3 separate regions of the Rattus norvegicus genome follow, and all the other regions are linked to region 2. Evidence: chromatin contacts called from public Hi-C data. All regions are on one chromosome and are shown on one strand. The core of a region is the stretch at or near the end of the contact, and the rest is flanking DNA. Distances in the headings are between cores, read along the strand shown. Region 1 overlaps Gpc6 (glypican 6). Region 2 holds the start of Gpc6 (glypican 6). Region 3 overlaps Gpc6 (glypican 6).

What was found. Hi-C and Micro-C count contacts between places; a contact is called where the count stands out from the background.
Region 1: a Hi-C map of Schwann cells shows a contact between it and region 2, with 16 times the contacts expected there. The contact joins the enhancer-like site here to the promoter of Gpc6 in region 2. A contact is called at or near these places in 4 of 12 Hi-C or Micro-C datasets (the A7r5 cell line, Schwann cells, frontal cortex and 1 more) and 1 of 1 datasets of contacts at active chromatin or transcription factors (oligodendrocytes).
Region 3: a contact with region 2 is called in a Hi-C map of the A7r5 cell line, with 4 times the contacts expected there. The contact joins the enhancer-like site here to the promoter of Gpc6 in region 2. A contact is called at or near these places in 3 of 12 Hi-C or Micro-C datasets (the A7r5 cell line, Schwann cells and frontal cortex).

The regions. Positions count from the first base shown.
Region 1 is chr15:101,379,444-101,382,233 of GRCr8, forward strand. The region is part of intron 6 of Gpc6 (glypican 6); the gene reads left to right. Among named protein-coding and RNA genes, the nearest start is that of Dct, 130 kb to the right of the region's middle. Within about 2 kb of position 1,493, at least 15 of the 93 cell types and tissues checked have an H3K27ac peak or open chromatin away from gene starts, as enhancers often do. A contact at or near this core is called in Schwann cells, where this site is marked.
Region 2 is chr15:100,436,213-100,438,990 of GRCr8, forward strand. Gpc6 (glypican 6) reads left to right here and starts at 1,253. Exons shown (of 9, transcript NM_001427433.1): 1 at 1,253-2,089. The coding sequence starts at 1,930.
Region 3 is chr15:100,988,361-100,991,267 of GRCr8, forward strand. The region is part of intron 3 of Gpc6 (glypican 6); the gene reads left to right. Among named protein-coding and RNA genes, the nearest start is that of Dct, 520 kb to the right of the region's middle. Within about 2 kb of position 1,476, at least 6 of the 93 cell types and tissues checked have an H3K27ac peak or open chromatin away from gene starts, as enhancers often do. A contact at or near this core is called in the A7r5 cell line, where this site is marked.

The DNA.
Region 1 (2,790 bases), core at 243-2,742, 940 kb after region 2:
TATCCATCTCCCTGCTCTATACAGAATGGAAGGAAAATCCCTCTTGCGGAAGTGTCTGCAAGGAAGAACTGGCCCACAGAGGCAGTGGGGCATCTTCTAGGGCACTCTGGGAAGCTAGAAAATGCACAAAAAAAAAGCTGGTGTCTCAGCAGAAGGTGAAGGGTAAACAAAAGAGGATACAGAACAGGATATGGCAGTGGGCAAGAGATCCACAGGCAAACGTCACCCTCGCGGGCACAGGGCTGACCCTGCATGAGCCTCTAACATTAGTAGACCGTGATTTTAAAAAACTTGATGTTTGTGGTGTGAAGAGATGGTGCAGTTGGTAAAATGCTTGCTCTGTGTGAGGACCTGGGTTCTCTCCCTCAGAACCCAGCAAGTAAGCTTGGGACAGATGCACCTCTGCAGTGCCAGGGTTGGAGAAATGGCGCCAGGATGCTCACAGGGCAGTCAGACCAACCCACCTGGTCAGTGAGCTCCTGGCCCAGCGAAGAGACACTGTCTCAAATAGATTGCAAGAATGATTGATAAAATACCGAACATTGACCTCTGCCTTACACACACACAGACACATACACACACACACACAGAGAGAGAGAGAGAGAGAGAGAGGGGGGGGGGGATCTGGACAGGGGAAGGGAACTTCTGTTAATGCATGGAATAAGCAGACTTTTCAGACAAGGAGCATGTGAGTTTGCATTTTCCTTTCAGTACCTACTGCATTTACTTCCCGTACCCTGAACTGTATAAGGATCTCTCACAGAAAAGGTTAGCAAACAAAAAAAACACAAGGGAGAAGAGCGAAGAGAGGGAGGCCCATAAAAATAAAGTCATGATAAAAAACATCTACGGATGGCAACTTTTCCCCAAGCTTCCATGAAATACCGCCTAGGGACGCAGCTCCTCGGCGATCCCTCTGCGTTCTCCGGCTTAATGAGAGTTTCTGAAAACCAAATATGCCTGGAGTGAATCCTCAGGAGGCGGTGTCTCATACAGCTGTCCCACATCACGCTGGTTCTGAGACAGACCAGCTCCCGGAGTGCCAATGGCTTCTGTGGGAACACAAAGCTACCAGAAAGTGACGGGAGACTCCGGAGAGTTAAGACGGCACATCTGGGTCTGTGATTGAGCCTTAGAGTCCCTCAACCACAATCTCCCGAGGATGGGGGTGGGGCTGGGGGAGACCAGCCTTCTCACTCCTCCCCCCCCCCGCCGCCCCCAAAAACCAAGAGGAATAGCAACCAGCCTTTTCCTGATGGGGAGATCAGCTCATTTGCCAAAGATTCCAAAAGAATGTGAATCTGTGGCTCGGTAATGGGTCTGAGCCGCCCTCTGTGACCTTAGCCCACCACGCCAACTCCCTCCGTCTCAGATTTAAATAAAAATAACCAGACATGAAACCGTGAAGGGCCCGTTACTAAGGGAATCGGATCCTTGTAGCAGCGTATCCTCGTGAATTTCCCTGATGGGGTTGAGTCAGCACTGGATGTCTCAGAAACATTCCAGACGATTTCGGAGAGGCAAGGGCAGACGGGTAATTAAACAACGCGGTCAGGAAGCCTAGGAAACAGAGAACAAAGGGCGAGGGAAGGAGACGCAAAGAAACACAGGACAGAAAAACAAGACAGAGGTGGAAAACTAGGGTTCAGCTGTGGCGGGCTGGGGCTTCCTGGGGTGCTGTGCACAGGACTTGCGTGCTCCTCCATGTCATAGAAGAGTGGCTTTTGGCCTGCGTGCAGAGCAGCAAGGCAGAGGGAAGGCGTAAGGGCCGTGGGCAGCCGGCCAGAGATGGCTCCAGCCGTAAGGCTGAGGTAACAGATAAAGCTGGTGTCTGGTAGTGCTGGCAGGAAGGGAATTGGGCTGGCCTACAGCTACCCGGGTCACCCCTGCACTCCTCAAGCTGAGACATTTAGCGTTGCCACTCAGCAGGAGGACTGTGATGTATATGGTAACATGAAACCAAGAAGCCAGCACGAAACCACACACACACAGATGCGGCTGGCAGCTTCTCTGTGTCCCTGAACAGCCATTCTGTCTTATCACCAGCCTGCTCCACCCTGGAAGCCTGGAGATTCCAAGTGTACCTAAGGCCCCTGAGGGCCCCAGTTAGTCTTCGCCAGAGGAGGCCTCACAGAAGCTGAAAGAGGAGAGCGAAGTCTCCCATGTTCATGGCCTCACTTCGTCCTATAAGATTGCAGTGCATTGGCAGGGCACATCCAAAAGCCAGCTTCCCTCCCTAAGCCGATCTAGGGCTCTTCCCTATGCCCCACACCAGTTTTCAGCACCTAGAGGTATCTGCTCAGAACCCACACGCCCCTAGGCTGAGAGGGATACAAGTTCGTTATTCTGGGAGTCTTAGATGCACAGCTCATAAGGATCATCCGTGGTCTCTATCACACACCAACTAATGACACTGGTGTGGCATGTCCGTCAGGACGGATGACTTTATCTCTTGGTGCTCTGGAAGCAGAGGCAGGTACAGGTCACCAAGACAAGAAAGGAGAGAGATGCAAGTTTGTAAGAGTCACACTCGCGTGTGCGCGCACGCACACATGCACACACTCACACACACACACATGCACGCACACACACACTCACACACGCGCGCACGTGCACGTGCACACACATACACACACCGCACACATGTGCACGCGCACACACACGCGCACACACACACTCATACGCACGCGCACACACATACGCACACACACGCATGCGCGCGCACACACACGCACACACACGCACACACACACACACTCGCACGCACACATACACACACACACACACACA
Region 2 (2,778 bases), core at 3-2,502:
CTAAAGTGAGCCAGATCCTCCTCTTGAGTCTTAGGGATGATGGGCTAAAGAGGAGTTCTTGGAAAAGAAGATGTTCAAACGATGCTGACCATAATGAAGGTACCCATGATAGAGGCAAATACAAGATTCCGGAGCCCCTTTGGTCACTAGTCATGAGGAAAACATCGTCCTGCAGGTTTACAGACCAGTACCACAGAACTACGCTTGACCCTGTTCTGACTTCTCCGGAATTGTGAGACCAGCGTACACAAGGTATAGCTACTGGGTAGCACCTCTTTCCTTTCTGATTGGTTAGTTTCAGGAGCTGTGGGTTTCAAGACAAACTTAAATAGGTTAGGTCTCTGCGTTCATTAGCATAAAAAACCCCAGGAAATTGGTTAAAACTGAATCTTCACTTTCATCCCACTTCACAGAACTGAAAGTTTCACAGACTAGATATGAGACTTCTGAGAACTTGGGAGAGAATGTTAAGCTTAGCGTGAGAGATGAGAGATGAGAGAAAATTAAGACACCATACCTCTCCAGGAGACTTGATTCATGCATGGCCTGCGGCCATTGTTTTATCTCCACACACCCTAAGCCTAGTGATTCAAGAACCCAGAGTGTTTTGTAGGTGGCACAACTCTCTCTCTCTCGCTCTCTCCCTCTCTCCTTCCCTCCCTTCACTTTACTGCTTATGCTTGCTCCTTGTGTGTGTGTGTGTGTGTGTGTGTGTGTGTGTGTGTGTGAGAGAGAGAGAGAGAGAGAGAGAGAGAGAGAGAGAGAGAGAGAGAGAGAAGAGTTGGGGGAGGGAAGTAAAGACCATCATGCACTAACTACCCGTTCTTAGAAAATAAAAATTCATTAAGACAAGCAGAAAGCAGCTGCTACTTAGAGAGGTGGCTCTGACCTAGGTTTCTTTTCTGTTCATTTCTTCCCTGGCTTTGTGTTGGGTACACTGGGGCAGGAGCAACAATTGGGAATGCGACGATATTCCTTCATCTCCAGGAAAAAATATAGCGTGATCACAATTACTCTCCTCAAACACTTAGTCTTTTTTTAATGGCTTATTTACGTCAGGAAAGGGAGCATCTCGATCTCGGACGGGCGTGGAGGCCATAAAGTGACCGAGAAAATAGGGACCTCTAGCTGGTAATCTTTCTCCTCCTGCCTAGTGGCTCGCGATCCATTCCAGGTTTTGCGGCCGATTCTGCCTCTGAATTTCGGCTGTGCACTGGGTAGCACGTTTCTCCCTCTCTCCCTCCCCTCCTTTCTCCTTTCCTCTTGCCTCCTGTGTCAGTCTCCAGGATTTTCTCTCTTCCTATTTCAAGAAGACTCTCACTGGCTCCCTCAGTCTATGTGAAGCTGAGGTTTCCCCTGGATCCCATACATTTCCATCACATACCTCCACGCACACACCTCCCCGAGAGCCCCGCGTTCACACCCACAAACACGCGCGCTCACACTCGCGCCGGCCTGTCCATCTCCCTCGGGGGGGAGCCGGCGCGCGGTCCCACCTTCGTCGCGCACACTGGCTAGGCGAGCTCGCAGCGCTCTACGACTCTGCGGCTCGGAACTCGGACCGCAGGGCTGAACACCCCCACTGTGGTATTTAAAAAAAGAAAGAAAGAAAGAAAGAAAGAAGACATTTCCTTGCTTTTTCCTCTTTTCTTCTCTTTCTCGCACGGTTTTCTACCGTAGTGGCTAGCGGAGCCGGCAGCCTTCCCAAGGCAGCCCTGGTTGGCTTGCCATCCTCCATCTGGCTTATAAAAGTTTGCTGAGTGCAGTCCAGAGGGCTGCGCGGCTCGTCCCCTCGGCTGGCGGAAGGGGGTGACGCTGGGCAGCGGCTAAGGAGCGCGCCGCAGGCTCTGGCGGGCTTTCGGCTCGAGGGGCAAGGTGAAGAGCGCACAGGGAGCTGGGGGCTGCCGAGGTGGACTTGCATGTTGCACCATGCCTTCTTGGATCCGGGCTGTGATTCTTCCTCTCTCCGGGCTGCTGCTGACCCTCCCGGCCGCGGCGGACGTGAAGGCTCGGAGCTGCAGCGAGGTCCGTCAGGCTTACGGTGCCAAGGGATTCAGCCTGGCGGACATCCCCTACCAGGAGATCGCAGGTAAGCGCGGGCCCGGGGCCCGCTGCAGCCCCGAGAGGCGGCGGGGCGCCCTCTCCCTACCCCCTGTTGCTCAGTTGGTGCTCACTTTCTGCGGGTGCCTCCCAGGAACCCCGCGTCCCAGCATCCAGGCGGCGGAGGCTGATTCCGTTTCCCGGGCGGGAGGAAGGTGTGCGTGCCCGCCGCCTCATTGTGTGCACACGCGGGAGCACACTGTTCCCTCGCCCCTCGCTCCCTGCATCTGCTCCCGCGCCCTGCTACCTCCGTGGCTGGCCTAGAGCCGGGCCTGGCCTCTAGAGCAGGGGAAGATGGAGTGAGGACGGCTAGCGGAGGCAGAGAGCGGAACCGGGCGCCCATCGCATCCCTCTCGCTGGGGCAAACTTGGGAGAACTGCGGCCGCAGTTCGCTCAGCGCCACCGTCTTAGTGGCGCCTTCTCCACTCCCGCCTTCGCGCCGGCGGGGGCGGTGGAGAGACGCGGAGGTTCCCCTACTTCAGCTCCTGCTCTCCTGGTCCTTTCCAGGGACCAGGCGCCGGGCTCCTGTGCTGGGGACCGGCTACCATGGGGACACATTGCTCGGGTCCCTAGGATCTGCACGTTGGAGTCTCGGGGCGTTTGGGGGTCGAGGGTGGACTTAGGACTCTGCTTCAGATTTGGGGCGGACTTTCCCATTGGGGTGCACCAGTGCTTCCA
Region 3 (2,907 bases), core at 226-2,725, 550 kb after region 2:
TTTCCATCTCTTCTCCTGTCTCTCATTTTTTTCCTACTCTATTTTATGCACTCATGTGAGTCCATTTCCAAAGATTCAATCTTTTGACCTCCTTTTTCCTTACCTAGTTAGTCTCAGAAAGGTTCTGTGGCTCCACTAATCATCTTTAGGTAAATTGTTCTCACCTTTCTAAATCATTCTATCATCTCACTTCACTCTTTAATATTATTCTAACATGAATTACTTGGTAGAAATGTCTATGTGAAGATCTTCATCATGGTTTTAAGTCCAAAATAGAATGCATATTTCTCCTCTTGTGTTCTTTCTTCTCAATTCAGAGTTCTGTTAATGGATATAGCATCCTCCAGAAACGTTGGACCACCTGTGATGAACTCCAGATGTACACTATGGATATGGCCTAGGAATACTGTACCACGTTTCTTCCTGTCTCATTTATTAACTCCTTTAAAGCTCTCAGTGTCTTCTCTAGTCTCCATGTGCCTATCCTCACAATTTTCTCACTCCATTGCCTTCCTGGTTAGCTTATTTATGTTCCTATTTGCTCCTGCAATCCCCTGCTCAGAAATCTTGAAGATTTTCTTTCTGTCAACTAACAAAGCATAAATTCCCTCATTAACATGAGCATTAGTCCCCATCACCCTGGAGGTCCTCAACTAACAACTAATTCATGCCATCACCTACAGGCTCAACTGTGGAATGTAAGTGATTTTTGCTAAAGGTAAACATTTTTCATTTACTTCTCTCTATCTGGCAACCATGCACAATAGTTCTTCCTCTATCCATGTTAAAAATTAATTAACAGATTAATTTTTTCTCATGTTATATACTAAGCTATTGTGATCAAAAAACTACTTTCTTAATTATTAGACAGCTGTTCTCCAGTTCTATTCTATAGAACTCAGAAGATTACATTAACATACATTAATATACCTAATGAATTACATTACTATAATGAGTTATGTTTCTGTATTCAGACCTATCAGTGAGATCAAGAGAGAAATGAAGAGAGGCATACACATAGAAAGGATGCTAAACAGCTCCATTCTGTTTTCAATAGTAAAGTGTCACCTTCAGGGTCCTGGCTTCTTTAGCAAATGTCAGCTTGACTGCATTGTTAGAAAGGACGGGGAGGCTTGCCCCCTTTCTGGTGTTTGTAGAGTGTCACATAGGGCCTTGTGTCCTTTCAATGAAAACAAACGAAGGTGTAGAGCTCAAACAAACTGATGGAATGAGCTCTGTGTTGTTGAATTTAGAACTTGGAGAACAGTGGGTGTATAAGAGAAGGACAGTTGTGCTTTTTCTCAATAATTTATGGTGCTATGACTCTGCATGCTTCTTGATGTTGTTCTCATATGTGGTGATTTGCAGACAAATAGTTCTTCACCAAGTGCTTTCTGTATTGCAGAACACTGGGTACCATGTCTAGTCTCTGCATAACAATTGACAGTGTCATCTCCCCTCCCCTTCTGAGCCATGCCAGATAGAAATGTCCCCAGATGATGTCAACGGTCACTTGGGTATCTAAATCTAAATTTAGACAAGAGTATACATGAGTCAAATGTGTCCTGTGACCCAGGAGCAGTGGAATCGGCCATGTTCACACATTCTTCCCATGGAAAAGCAACTCGATTCATTTTTAAGCCCACATTCCAGAGCTCCCTTTGTTTACATATCTTTGGGCTAAGTTAAAATCCTCTTGTATCCTGTAATAGTAAGGGTAATTCTGAAACATCTGTAATCATTGACAACTATGGAACAAGCAAGACTCACAGGCACCAGGCAAAACCGCCTCTTACAGTGAATCTACAAATCTACGGCAGAAAAAAGCCCACTGTCCAAACTGCAATAGCCCTTGATTGGGGCCTAGTAAACAATTTGGTTGTAATTAGCTCTTCATGTAACAGACCAGAAAGATACAAGGGGGTAGAATCCACCCTGTGCTAAGTACAAACTCAGTAGAATTCATTTCCATTGAATTCTCTACTGTGCCCAACTGACCTATGCATTGCACTGTCACATCTTACTGTTTCTTTCTCCTTAATTCAAGCAAAATACCAGCTTACAAATGCCATCAATTACTTAAAATGCTAATAAAGTTACCATGTGTAATACACTGAGGAGTTAGATTAAACCTAGTAGGTTAAATAAATATTGAGTAGAATTTTTTTAAAAAAATGCAGAAATTTTGTTGAAAACAGGGCAATTGTCTCTTTCTGGAACCTAACCACTGAAGGAACAGGTTTTAGGTAACTGCCACATTTGATTCCATTACTAGGAAATCCTGTGCTTGCAGGTCACCAAAACCCTTTGAAGAGAATAGTACTGTATTCCAAATACAGATAAATACAGACCAAAAAATAGTAATAAGACACCTACCATTCTAGATAGTTGTTTATTTTTTAAAAAAAGCCACTTTCCTTAGTTTACCAGCAAGAATATTTTTCATTTCAGCAGACAAATTTGTAGAATTGAAGTCTTAAATTACTTTCCCCATATAACTTACCCAAAGAAACCAATCTCTGTTTTGATTAAGGCAATAAGATATGTTTCCACTATCCAAAATATAAAATTTGTTAAAAATGAGCCATGGCCGCCTGGTCAGTGGCTGCACCATTTGGAAGGAAATGCTATTCATGTGCTTTCCACAATTACTGTCAGTACTGGATGCGTGTCAGCCTGATTTAAACCCTGCTCCCTTATTTAGCATGTGTTTATGACAATGTGAGGCTAATTTATTGCTCCTGATCTATCATTCTCACGCTTCCTGTTTGTTATGCAGCTTCTTATTTCAGTATAAGGTGATGTAGCTTCCAATTTGCAAATCCACACAAAGTGACATTGTGCATTACAACAGCAGTGTGACCAAGGTCTTATTTCATTTTCCACTCTCTGCATTGGTGATTAGTC